Regions from separate parts of the Mus musculus genome. Here region 1 is linked to region 2. The links are chromatin contacts, called in public promoter capture Hi-C maps. All regions are on one chromosome and are shown on one strand. The core of a region is the stretch at or near the end of the contact, and the rest is flanking DNA. Distances in the headings are between cores, read along the strand shown. Region 1 holds the start of Mgl2 (macrophage galactose N-acetyl-galactosamine specific lectin 2). Region 2 has its middle 20 kb from the start of Slc16a11.

Region 1 (6,742 bases), core at 1,164-3,663, 62 kb before region 2:
GGGAGTATTGGGTATGGCCTGGCCCTTCAGAGAACACAGATCATCAGGTTATTAACCACACCCACCCCAGCCTTCTGGTAGGAAACAGGTCTAAATCTCCTCCGATGACGAGACAAGCATGTGTGCTTACCATTCCTGGTTTCCCTGGTGCTTATCTGTGAGCACAAGCATCATGTGCCCTCTATAAAAACTGAAGGAAGACGCTGAAGAAGACACCAAGAATTCTTATGTCCACAAACTGACATAATAATTAATATTATGAAAAGAACTATATTCCCTGAATGTGATCGACAAATTTGGTGCAATCATCATTTCCCTAGAGTGGAACCACTGTGATCATGGGCAGCCTTTATAGTTCACACTTGCAGAGAACAGGCTGGTTCAATACCATGTTGGGTCTCTCCCTCCTGTCTTCTTCCCCATCCTTTTCAAGGGGTGGGTGTCTGCTAAGGAGCCAATCACCCCTTTCCCATTCAGTTTTAGCATCACCTTGCAAAAACCTGTGCTAGTAAGAGGTAGGTCTGCCTTATAAAAACTATCCAAGACAATTAGTTTATAAAAAGGATAGCCTTAATTGGAGTCAGATTTTTCTGTGTTTTGCCTATGGTTGGTTCCATTGCATTGTGTCCATGGCAAGGCTGGACATCATGTCAGGAGTATGGGGCAGCAAAACTGCCCAGTTCCTGGCTATGTAGAAAAAGAGAAAGAGGAAAAGGCTGGGATCTCACACAGCTCCACGACAGGAAGGCCTCCCACTCAGCCGCCTTTAAAAGGTTTCATTACCTCCTGATAGCAGCTGTTTCGATCCAAGCCTAAATACAGACTCATCAAATTATCACAGAATAAATAAAATTATCACAGAATAAATAAAACAAAACTGAGATGGAAAATCACAAACATAAATAGGGAAATCACAAATAACTAAACGGCAGGATGGATGAAAAGAGATGCAGATGAACGCAGAGGGTTTTGTTATTGTTGTTTTCCTTAAGCAGTCTTTAATGAAAGCTGTGCACGAGATGTCTCTACTCCTGCATCTTCTCAATTGTTTTTTTCCTTATATTTGCCCTTCTCCTTTTCTACTTGCTTAGACTTGGCTTTTCTCTCCAGGAACTTCTTGCAGCCCTCATCCAGCTTTACCCTGGTGATACCCACCTTTCTGGGGTGGATGCCCGCATGGACAGTTGTGCCATTAGCCTTTTCTTGCTGAACTCATTCAGTGTAGGTTACTTATTTCTTCCTGCACACATGGACCACTTCGTGTGGACGGAACGTTACACTTCTGTCTCAGTTCTTTGGAAAAAGGGAAAGACGTGAACTTCCTCCGAATGTGAGAAGGCACGTTGAAATGCCGTTTGCGGTTCTTGCTTCAGTCAGAAGTCATGGAGGGACTGAACTTCCTTTTGGTGGCTGTGATCTAGCAATGGCACCAAGCCGATCCTATTTCATGACTGGATGTGTCCAGTGGTCCTGACACATATCAATTCAGTACAAACAAGAAAGTCTCAAAACAACAGTGCTCTTGAAATGGAAAACAATAACAATGACAAGAGAAAATAAACAAAAGCACCTGAAGGTTTTTGCTTTGTTTTTCAACACTCAGATTCCTACTTGAAGGGATCTGTGTTCTGAGGAGCCATGCACTGACAAGGACCGTGGTGAAGGCTGAGCAGGCACAGAGAGCAAAGTTGGGTGTTGGAAAATAGTGCTGTTTGATCTATAGCTATTTCCTTCCATCATCCACATTGTGTCTTAATGCTCTAGAGGGAACCAATCACCTATTCCAATACCCTCCTGCACAGAATGGATGCTTAAGAAGACAAAATAATAAATTCTTTAAAATGCTTAACAAAATGTGTTTCCTCTTTAGCCCTTCTCTCCATGTCTGGTGAGGTCACGGTTTCTATCCCTCTCTATCCTTCTGGGTGGAGTGAGGGGTGTGGAGATGGGGCTTAGTGGCGAGGGTCCTCAGACTCAGGGGTCAAGGAACCACACCAGGTTTTGGATATAAGCAGTGAATGAAGGCTTGTGCAGTGCTGTTCAATGACAGACACCGACATTCAGGGAGAGTCGTGGGCAGGAAGCAAATGAAGATAAGAGGCATAGGAGAAGGAAATAGACTGCCTCTCTGTTGTAAGCTCCCTTCCCACCGAGTGAAAAATGAGGAAGTCGTGGAAGGGTCTAGAAAGAGGAATATGGGACGGCACACTCTGGAGATGGAGATGAATCTGATCCTCTGCCAGCTGGCAATCCTCACTCACACTCAATTTCCAAGTCACTCAGTATTGGCTGTCAGAAGCTGAGAGATTTGGACGTTCCCCAAATGGACCACTCAAGATGCAAAGGAGAACAGACCATTGGGCCTTCGGACGCAAAGGACATATATGTGGCTTCTGCTTGGCCCCTCCCACACACCAACCCTCCGGGATATAGTTCTCCACCCCGACTGAGTTCTCGCCTCTGGTCATTGCTGCACAGGGAAGCCAAGACTTCACACAGGTAACTGGGTCGGGGTTGCCAGGGAGACCAGTGGGGCAAGAGATGTGTAAGGGATGCAAGGAAGGAAGGGCTCTAGGCCTTGGGTGGAAGGAAGTATGCAGATATAGAAGGGGTTCGTGTAAGGCTTGGGAATACACCAGCACTGCACTCTAGCTTGGGTTGTGGCCTCCACAATCCCTAGGCAAATTAAGACTCAAACTCAATATGTCTTGGCCCAGTTCCCAGCTGATTTCCATCCTAACTCTAGTCTTATCCCTAACCTTAGTTCTTTGCTTAACATACTTTTGGAGATATTTTAGATCCAAACCATAGTTCTTAACTACAATACACATGTTCATGTGTGTGTAGTTATACGTATAGATATATGTGCATGTATGTGGAGGCCAAGGACAAACATGGCTGTAATTCTCAGGAGCTGCTTACCTTAGTTTGCATGTGCATGTGCATGCGTGCGTGTGTGTGCATGGTATGCATGTGTGGGCTCCATGTGTGTAAGTGCATGCCTGCATGCATATGTGGCAGGCAGAAGCTGACATCAAGTATCCTTTGTTCTCTCTCTCTCTCTCTCTCTCTCTCTCTCTCTCTCTCTCTCTCACTTTCTCTGCCTTATTTTTATCCATCCCATAATCAGCCTCCAAACGCTGACACCATTGCATACACTAGTGGGATTTTGCTGAAAGGACCCTGATATAGCTGTCTCTTGTGAGACTATGCTGGGGCCTGGCAAACACAGAAGTGGATGCTCACAGTCAGCTATTGGATGGATCACAGGGCCCCCAATGGGGGAGCTAGAGAGAGTACCCAAGGAGCTGAGGGGAACAGCAACCCTATGGGTGGAACAACAATATGAACTAACCAGTGCCCCCCGGAGCTCGTGTCTCTAGCCTCATATGTATCAGAGGATGGCCTGGTCGGCCATCAGTGGAAAGAGAGGCCCATTGGTCGTGCAGATATAATAGAGGCCCATTGGTTGTGCAGACTTTATATGCCTCAGTGCAGGGGAACGCCAGGGCTGGGAAGTGGGAGTGGGGGTGGGGTGGGGGAGTGGGGGACTTTTGGGATAGCACTGGAGATGTGAATGAAGAAAGTACCTAATTTAAAAAAAAAAAAGACATGATCTTTCACTGAAGCGGAAGCTTGCCTTCTCAGCTCATCCTTCTGCTGATGAGTTCTCATGACGTCTCTCTGCCCCGTTCCCACAAGCACTGGGCTTACAAGAAAGAGTGTGCCACCACAACCAGCCTTTACATGGGTGCTAGGGATCCAAACTTGGGACCTCATGACTGGACAGTGAGCACTTTATCTTCCAAGCCATCTCCCTGTCCCACTCTTTTGTTTTGTTTTGTTTTGTTTTGTTTTGTTTTGTTTTGTTTTGTGTTTGAGTTAGGGTCTCTTACTGACCTGAATCTTGCTAAGTAGGCTGGGCTGACCTGACAGCATACTTCAGGGATCCAGCTGTCTCTGCCTCTCCAGAGATTACTAGCATGACAGACACCATGCCTAGATCTTCTTTCTTTCTTTTAAAACTTTATTTATTATTTGAATTATATGTACATGTGAGTCTCTGTATTTGGATGAGTGCTTTTGAGTGCAGGTGCCCTTAGAGGCCAAGGGAGTTGAATCTCCCTGGAGCTAGAGTCACAGGCTGTTAGGGGTTGCCCGATGTGGGAGCCGGGAGCCAACTCAGGTTGCCTGGAAGAACATTACATGCTTGTCTTAGGGTTTCTATTCCTGTATAAACATTATGACCAAGAACCAAGTTGGGGAGGAAGGGTTTATTCAGCTTACATTTCTACACTGCTGTTCATCACTAAAGGAAGTCAGGACTGGAACTCAAGCAGGTCAGGAAGCAGGAGCTGATGCAGAGGCCATGGAGGGATGTTGCTTACTGGATTGCTTCCCCTGGCTTGCTCAGCTTGCTTTCTTATAGAACCCAAGACTACCATCTCTGGATGGTACCATCCACAAGGGACCCCCCATCCCCATCACTAATTGAGAAAATGCTCCACAGCTGGATCTCATGGAGGCATTTCCCCAACTGAGCTCCTTTCTCTGTGATAATTCCAGCCTGTGTCAAGTTGACACAAAACTAGCCAGTACAATGCTCTAACCACTGGGTCATCCCTCCAGCCCTGCTCCCAGCTGCCTCACATGGGTTCTGGGGATGGAATATCAGCCCTCATATTTGCCTGGCAAGTACCTTATTGACTGAGCACAGTATTCTATTGCAGTCCTAACCTCAGCTCCTACTTCAACCCTGTCCGTTCCAATCCCAGATCCAAAATTAATCTTCATACAAGTCGCGCACTGAAGTGCCCACACTTAGGTCTTAACTTCCAGTTTTATTGCAAGCTCAGGTCCGGTTCCTTCTATGTTCCTGACTGGGTACTGATGCCAGTCTCAGAATGAGACTCAAGGTCAAGTTCAGCCTCATCTTAGACCCAGCTGTCGAACTTTTTTTTTCTTGAAGTCTTAACATTTAATTTTTATTTGCAAATATTCCAAAGAACAGTGTGACTTTGTTCATTTACAGTGTTAAAAAAAGTTCTAAGTTATTTATATTTATTTGAACCATAAACCATCATGAAAATTTAGCTATTTATTCTTTCTACACACAAAAATATTAGACTTATTTGTAGGTGGCCATGAAAATGTTAAGAAAGGTTCTCAGGATGGTGTATTCCAGATGGTCAGATTGGTTCCTGATATAGTGATAGACATTATTCAGAAAACGAAACGAGATTGTTGGGGTAGCAAGATGGCTTTTGGGTAAAGGAGCTTGCAGCCAAGCCTGATGACTTGGGTTCAGTTCCTGAAAGCCACACTGTGGAAGGAGAGAGCCAACTCCTACTTATTAGCCTCATCCTTCCCTGTGTAAATCATGCCACACATGTGCACACACACATGCCATAAACACAAATAAGTGATTAAAAACCTACCCGATTTCCTATCATATTAAAATGACAGGCTAGACAAAAACCAGTTTCCCTTGTACTATTGCCTCTTAGATCTCTCATAGTGGAAACGTGGCATTGGGCCTTCCAAGAGAGAAAGGCAGATATAGCCTATCAGGTTTCTCAAAGTCCATTGAACGCCCTTCTACGCATGGCATTTGGAAGCAGTGTTTGAGGGTATTTCTGTGTTTGCTCTGTGGTCAGGCAAGACATCCTTTGGTCTCAAAGAGACAGAATGCTGTCGCCTTTCAAATACTTTCTCACTTTGGCCAACGTTGCAAAAATCACTAAGTAGCAGAGAGTTGAAAGTCCTTAGCTCCAACTTTACCTCCAACTTCAGTCCTGGCTCACTCCTCCTCAAAGGCAGATCCAGTTCTGACTTTGTGTCCAACCTCAGCTGCAAACTCATGCCTATCTCCACCCTCACGACAACCTAGGGCTGTTCTTTTTGTTTTGTTTTGTTTTTTGAGACTGGGTTTCGCTGTGTAGCCCTGGCTGTCCTGGAACTCACTCTGTAGACCAGGATGGCCTCGAACTGAGAAATCCGCCTGCCTCTGCCTCCCAAGTGCTAGGATTAAAGGCGTGTGCCACTACTGCCCGGCCCCAGGGCAGTTCTTAACAGGGGTATTCAACCCCAGCCACAGCCCTGCCCTCAGCTCCACCATGCTTCTTGCTTCATCTTAGACATACACCCTAACTGAACCCTAGTCTCTTCGTTTCAGTTCTGATTGTCCCAGAAGCCTTGCGTTTGTCAAAACATGACAATGAGATATGAAAACTTCCAGAACTTGGAGCGGGAAGAGAAAAACCAGGAGATGAGAAATGGTGACAAGAAAGGAGGAATGGAGTCTCCAAAGTTTGCTCTAAGTATGTCTATCAGGGTTTGCGCTGCCGTGGCTCACCATGCACCCAGTGCGCTCAGGTACACTCCAAGGCTCATTACACATTCAAGGGCCTCAGAGAGACAGGGACAGGAAGACCCGAATGACCTGGCTTCCTGTGCTTTGTAGGAGGGTAGGGGAGGTCTGCATGGTGTGTAGTTTTGGAGTAGCTCATCCTTTGTACACACAGTCATGCATGCAGAGACTAAGAGCCGGATGGTGGCCTGACTGCCCCCAGCTACCTCTGTGTTCTTACTGTACTGGTCCAGCTCTGATGTAGAGCCTCACAGAGCGTTGCTGTCTGTATGTGCATAATGTCTGCATTCCCACACTTGTGCATGTGAGCCCTGAAGGGTGAGCACTTGTGTGGTCCATGAGGGGGTCATAGGCTGGAGCACCCCCACACCA
Region 2 (6,932 bases), core at 291-2,790:
ATCCTTCCCTTTTGTTTTCGCTGTCCTCTGCCACCACACACACAGCAGGATTTTCCTTTTCTTAATTATTTAATTTTGTGCACCTGAACATTTTGCCTGTAGGTGTGTGTACTGTGTGCATGCCGGTGACTGCGGAGATCAGAAATCCCTGGAACTGAGGTTGCAATGAGCCTTCATGTAGATTCTGGGAATTAGATCTGGGTCTTCTGCAAGAGCAGCAAGGGCTCTAAACCACGGAGCCATCTCTCTTCTTTAAAGGTCATGTCATGTCCATCACTCTTACCAAAGTCAGAGGGAAAGCCAGGCATGGTGGTGGTGCACTTCTTTAATCCCAGCTCTCAGGAGGCAGAGGCAAGAGGATCTCTGAATTAGAGGCCAGCTTGGTCTATATTATGAGCTCCAGGACAGCCAGGACTACATAAAGAGACCCCATCTCAGGAAAAAAAAAAGGGGGGGGGTGGCAAAGAAAAATTACGTTTCATACAGTCTGAGTTTTCCTATTTGATGCTCACACTAGCTTCCGTGCCTGGAGTTGGAAGCCGGTTCTCCCGACTTTGTAACAGCCAGACCATGCCTTTTATGAATGTCAGCATAGGAAGCAATGAGTCACACTCTGGATCTTCCATTTAGAACCAGAGGAGGCCCCACTCCTCTAAGCAGAAGTGATCCACTGCACGCATGCTCACAGCCCTCTCCTTGGCTACCATGGGCATGTGGCCCCACTAGTCCACCAGAGCGAGCCTGCTCACCTTTTTGACAATGACCTCTAGCTCACATTTTCAAGTTTTATTCTATTTACTTATATAATGTGTTTATTTTTATTCTCTCTAAAATTCAAGTCACTAAATTCCACGTGGGCCTCATTCTGCCACTTCTTATTGCTGATTTGTCTTGCCTAGTCTTGTGTGTGTTGTGTGTGTGTGTGTATGGAGAGACAGAGAGAGAGAGTCAGAGACAGAGACACAGAGACAGAGACACAGAGAGAGCATTGTGCGTTTCTGAGCTGTAAACGCTTGGTTCTAGAAATCTGTCTCTTTAAAAGTTGTCAAGAAAGCTTTGATGGAATCTTCCTCCAGAGAGGGCTCATGCTTGCTTCAGCCGGTGCCTGGGACCTGTCCAATCTGGCAGGACCTTACTATAGATGCTCTGCCATGGGTATCTGGGATCTCAGATGTGTCAGATGGGTGGGCCCTGATCTGATTTGGAGTGGGCATTTCCAGTTATGTAGTCACTGCTGTTGCTGCTGCTGCTGCTGTTGCTGTTTTTTGAGATAGTTTCTCTATGTTACCCTGGCTGGCCTGGAACTTATGTGGACCCAGGTGGCCTCAAATTCACTGAGATCCACCTACCACTCCGTCTCCCAAGCGCTGGGGTTAAAGCACGTGTCTCCACACCCGGCACTAGTTCTGAATTTTTATGATATGGCTTGTCTTTCTCTGCCCAGTGGTGGGGATAAGGCAAACAGGTTTCTTTTGCCCACTCTGTAGTCATTTCTGAACTTTCTATCATCAGCCAGCCTCCATCTTGTCTTTCATAAGCCACATGGGAATGCCCTTGGCTCCACTGTGTTCGTGGGCTCTTATGCCCCAGCCTCTGTGGCTTGTGATTCATGCTTTAGACAAAAAAAAAAAAAAAAAAAAAAAAAAAAATCCCACTGCTTTCTTTATAGCTGAGTTGCTAACTTAAACGGCACTTTTCTTTCTTTTTAACCTACCTTAGGTAGTTCTGCAGTAGGAGGGTTCCAAGAAAGTTAGTTGTCCTGTTGTTAGCATAGGGAATTAAAGGTACTGTTTTACGCGTACAGGGCTTGTATTCAGCCATCTTGTAAAATTTTATTAATTCTGCTATTTTATACTATATATATATATATATATATATAGATTAGTTTATGTACCTTATATTTTTATATTTCCTAGGTGTGTAGTCTATAATTATGTATTTTTATACTTACTAGAATTTCTAGAAATTGTTGATGAATAGAAGGTATGTGGAGCATCGTGCTTATTTTTTATTTAAGTTCAGTAGATTTGGTAATTTCTTCTTTTTAAGGAAATTACCTCTATTGATTTAACAAATTTCCTAATAGACCTAGTTTAGTTAGTTCTATTCTTTCTTACTAAAAAATTTCCTTAAAAATTCATTATTTTATTTTATGCGTGTGTCTTGCCTGCATGTATATCTATGGATCACACATGTGTAGTGCCCATGGAGGCAGACGAGGCCGCAGATCCCCTGGCACTGAGCTGGAGTTACAGATGATTATGAGCTGTGAGGTGGGTGCTGGGACTGAACTTGTGTCCTTCCCAAGAGCAACCAGCAGTCTTAGCCACTGCATTCTCTCTCCAGCCCCTTGTTCTTTTAATCAGACCATGGCTGCTGAAACCCATTCAGCACCTCAGAATTTATTGGTTTGGCGCTACATCTAATTTTAAAACAAGTCTTGCTGTTTATCCTTCAACTCCGGTCCTAACTATCAAGGCTGAAGCTGAGGGTACTGGAGGGGGAACCCCAAGGATGACCAGTGTTAATATGATGAAGGATTCTGAGTTGCTGGTTAAGGAATTAGGACTCTGTACTAAGGGCAGAACTGACTACTGAAAAACTCACTTTGTGGCAGTAAAGAGTTTGGACTGTAGAGTCCGGCTGGAGGCCAAGAGACCATTGGGAATGTGGCTGTTGTTGTCTAGGCCAGGAAGAGACACATTATGGTTGCTACATTGTTGCCCATTTCCTGCCTCTGAGGTCAGGTTCTTCCTAATACAACAGTTACTTAAGACTCTGGATGTGTGTGTGTCGGGAGAGGGCAGAGTTGGTCATTTATTATCAGAGAAAACAAATCACGTTAATAATAACAAAAGTCCAGGCATGGTGCCACCTGCTTTTGATCTATCACTGAAAAGCCAGAGGCAGATGGATCTGAGTTCCAGACCAGTCAGGCAAGGAAACAGACGGCCAGGAATGTGCTCTTCTCAGGCCGTCTTTCTTTTCAGCTTCTCTGTGTGTCCTTTCAGGTCCCAGTGGGCAGTTCATACGTGACTCAGCCAAAGTCTGTCTGTCTGTCTGTCTGTCTCTCTTTTATGCAACATGATCCACAATGTTTTCATTCTTACCATCAGTCCCTTAAGTATTTAGGGATCCACCCTACTCCATAACTCCGTACAGTTATGAACTTCAGATGAGGCTGTCTCTGTTTCAGTCCCAGAGCTAGGGCCTGACAGGAACCCCAGCTGTTCTCATCAACCCAGTCCCTGGCGGGTTTAAGCATAGAGATGTGGTAAATTCCTGGCCCTGAGCCAAGGGATACCGGCTGGGAAGGAAGGTATCTTTACCTCTGAGGAGGACACACTAGAAGAAATGCTTTCATGTTCCTTAGCGCATCATTGGTTCCGAATGCTATGTCTGAGACAGCAGCAAGCAATGTAGTGACTAAGAGGGGGAAAGTAGAAACAGTCAGGGTGAAGACTAAACATTTGGGAAAGCTCCTAGTTCCTTAGTTATGACATTGAGCCACTGACAAGCAAACGGCTGTATTTCTGAACTTGGCTTGACTGTTTGTGTGTGTGTGTGTGTGTGTGTGTGTGTGTGTTGTGTGCATGTGTGCTGTGTGTGTATACTGTGAATGTGTATGTTGTATGTATGGTGTGGTGTATGTGTGTGATATGTGTGTGGTGTGTGTATGTGTGTGTGTTTGTGCATTTCAGTTTTCATGCATGCATATGTGGAGGTCAGAGATTGACACTGGATGTCTTTATCACTCTCCTCCTCCTCCCTCTTCTCCTCCTTCTTTGAGATGGAGTCTCCCACTGATATGTGGGAGAACTCACTGGTAAGCTAAACTGGTTGGCCAGTGAGCTGCAGGAATCTGCCCGTCTCCTTCCCTTGAAAGTTCTGGGGTTCAGATATAGGTAAATGAGCATCCAGACTCCAGCCTCACCTTTGCACAGCGGGCACTTTGCACACTGGGTCATTTCCCCAGCCCCGCTTGGCTTTATTGATGTCTACAGTGCTATAGATTGAATATTTGTTTATGTTCCTTCCAACCCCTAATGTTTCACATCTAACACCCTAAGACACAGTGCGACTGTGTTTGGAAGTGACGAGGTCATAGGCATGGTTCCGGGAATGAGGTTGGTGCTGGTCTGAAGGAAACCTTACAGCGCTCCCCGGCTTCCTTCTGTATATTAGAATACATAAGAAGACATCATGGACTGGAATGTGAACCCCCATCATATATCTGACCTATTAGTGACTTGATTCTATAGGTCTCAGCTTCCAGAGCTTGATAAATAATTTTCTGTAAACCACTCAACCTGAGGTTTTTTGTTTTAATGCTAAATTAGAACAAGATAATGACTTTTTTCTTACATTATTTGTTATTGTTATTGTTGTTGTTATTGGGTTTAGTGGAGTTTTTGGTTTGTTTTTGACTGGATCTTTCTTTCTGTGTAGTCCTGACTGTTCCAGAGCTCACTCTGTCCCAGGCTGGCCTCAAACTCACAGAGATCTGCCTGCTTCTGCCTCCCAAGTACTGAGATCAAACGTGTGTTTCACTAAGGCCAGCTTCATTTTTATTCTTAATTGTGTGTGTGTGTGTGTGTGTGTGCACTCAAATGCAGTTTCCTGTAGACACCAGTAGAGAGCGCCAGACCTCCTGAAGTCGGAGTTACAGGCAGCTCTGAGCTGTCTGATAGAGGTGCTGAGAACCAACCCCAGGTCCGCTGAAGAGCATAATGACTTGAGCCATCTTTCCAGCCCTTGACTGCACTTTCTTGAAAGTGTGTGCTTTGATGCCAATGCCTTTGTATTAGTCCAGTCTTCTTTATTTCTGTAAGTATCATTTAAGCCAAACTAACTTTGTGAAATAGAGAAGTTTATTTAGCTCATGGTCCTAGGGATCCAATGCATGGTTATGGTGATGGAACCGAGGACATGAACAACAGGGAGAGATTATATTGTCAGACAGGCAATCAAAGAGTTGAGGGTCCCACAGGACACCTTGAGAGCTAGCCAACAATTGACCTAATGACTGCCCACTAGGTCCTCTCACCTAGGATCAGTTCTCCAACAAATCAGCCCTTGGAGGCCATGGTTTCTAAACCATCCTTCTTAATAGTGTGGGCCTAGAGCCCCTCTTGATATGGATTGATCTTAGCGGAGATGAAGATAGACGTGCAATAATTAGGACAGATTGGAAGCTGGCTAATAACGAGGTATATGTTCAGAGTGGAGCAGCAATAAATTAGGACCATAGACCACTGAGGAGCTCAATAGGCGACATACAAATGAGTATTGAGAGCTGGGAAGAGTTAGAAATGTATCTCCCTGCACTGAGCCTGTAGACCGGTTGCCTCGCACTTATGAAGATCCCAAACTACATACAGCTGGGTGTGGTGGTTCATGACTGTAATTCCAGCATTCAGAGGCAGAAGCAGGGGGATCAAAGTTCAAAGCCATGCTTAGCTACATAGTGAATTGGAGAAGGAAGGGTCTTAGTAGGTCCAAGCCTGGTTCTGGCAAGCCTTGATAAACTGTTAGATTACATTCCTACAGCTAGCCACCAAGGTCTAGTCTCTTATTTTGGCCACTTCCTCCTCCTGAGGCTGACTACAAAAGTCCAGCTATCCAAGTATTGAAGTAGTCAAAATCCCCACTTTGGCTCACCTAATTAACATGCCTAATCAAAACAAACCAACTCATCCTAACAGGGGGTGGAGAGTGAGGGTAGAGAGGGTGAGGGCAGCAGTTGTGTGGGTGTGTGTGTGTGGGGGGGTGTTCCTCATCTTCCTTTATAAACTATTTGCTTCTGGGCAACATCTGTCTTCTCTCTATCCAGAAGTCCCTCTATCCTTTGTCCCTCGGTGGCAAATATCCCGTCCTCCTCTCCTTTGCCCCTTTTCTCTCTCATCTATCTTCCGTCTCTGTCTCTTATTCCCGGCTCTTTGTCCCTCTGGGGCAAATAAATTTCCTTTGTACTGAGAACTTGGTTTTGATGTGTCCTGGGCCAATTTTGATCCTTTCAGAGGCCAACCTGGGATATGTGAGATCTTGTTTCCAGAGAAAACCAGACCTCCAAACGAAACAGAAGATAGAGTAGCCCAAGAAGGAGGTATGCTCAGACTGCACTGTTCCCTCTGGGGCCTGCAGTTTCTTCTGCTTGGGGCCTGAGAGACAAGTGCCCTGATTCCTCCCATAGCTATGGCTAAGGGGTCACACCCTTTCCTCCTAGGTTCACAGGTTAAATGGGCAGAAGCTTACTGAAGACTCACGGATCACAGAGCTCTCCTCCGCCCACCCATCTACCTACTCTATTTAAATACATCCTTAAACAGTGTTACTTCTTTGTAGGCATTTCTCCTACCACTCTATAAATGCTAAATCATTCAATCCCCAGTCCACTTGAGATGCCCTGACAAAATGCTGTAGACCAAATAATTTATAAATGATAGAAATGTATTGGTCATCGATCTGGAGGCTGGAAAGCCCACAGCGTGCGTCAGTGTCTCCTAAGACCCAACTCTCTGCTTCACAGATGGTTCTGTCTAGCAGAAGGGGGTCACAAGCTCTCAGACCTTTTACAAAGACCTTAACTTCATTCACTTAGTAGCCTCAGGAGATCCCCACCTCCTGATACGATTGTGATGGGGATTAGATCTCACGCATGGACTCTGGAGGGATATAAACATTCAGATCGTAGGACTTATCATCATCTTTCCCATGAATTAGGGAACTGTTACATAGTATCAAATACTATGGTCCCTAATTGGCTAAGGCAGAACTAGAAGGCAGCTGGCCTCCTTTCTGGATTCATATTCTAGCTACCATCCAACAGAACCTCTTGAATCTGTGTGCATTAGAGCACTCATGTTCCATGCTGAATATAACATGTTTACTGTTAATGAGTTTTCTATGGTACCCAGAGCCTCACACATATT

What was found. Promoter capture Hi-C pulls out the DNA fragments that hold promoters and counts their contacts.
Region 1: a contact with region 2 is called in a promoter capture Hi-C map of macrophages, with 8 read pairs. The contact joins the promoter of Mgl2 here to the enhancer-like site in region 2. A contact is called at or near these places in 2 of 39 promoter capture datasets (embryonic stem cells and macrophages), 2 of 15 datasets of contacts at CTCF or cohesin (CD8 T cells and the NIH/3T3 cell line), 6 of 484 Hi-C or Micro-C datasets (the G1E-ER4 cell line, the STO cell line, bone marrow-derived macrophages and 3 more), 3 of 115 datasets of contacts at active chromatin or transcription factors (CD8 T cells, embryonic fibroblasts and embryonic stem cells) and 4 of 9 other capture datasets (adipose tissue, liver, macrophages and 1 more).

What each region holds. Positions count from the first base shown.
Region 1 is chr11:70,127,944-70,134,685 of GRCm38.p6, forward strand. Mgl2 (macrophage galactose N-acetyl-galactosamine specific lectin 2) reads left to right here and starts at 2,414. Exons shown (of 10, transcript NM_145137.2): 1 at 2,414-2,499; 2 at 6,176-6,320. The coding sequence starts at 6,212. It also overlaps the pseudogene Gm12311.
Region 2 is chr11:70,190,776-70,197,707 of GRCm38.p6, forward strand. No RefSeq gene overlaps it. Among named protein-coding and RNA genes, the nearest start is that of Slc16a11, 20 kb to the right of the region's middle. Within about 2 kb of position 1,541, at least 50 of the 459 cell types and tissues checked have an H3K27ac peak or open chromatin away from gene starts, as enhancers often do. A contact at or near this core is called in CD8 T cells, the NIH/3T3 cell line, the STO cell line and 3 more, where this site is marked.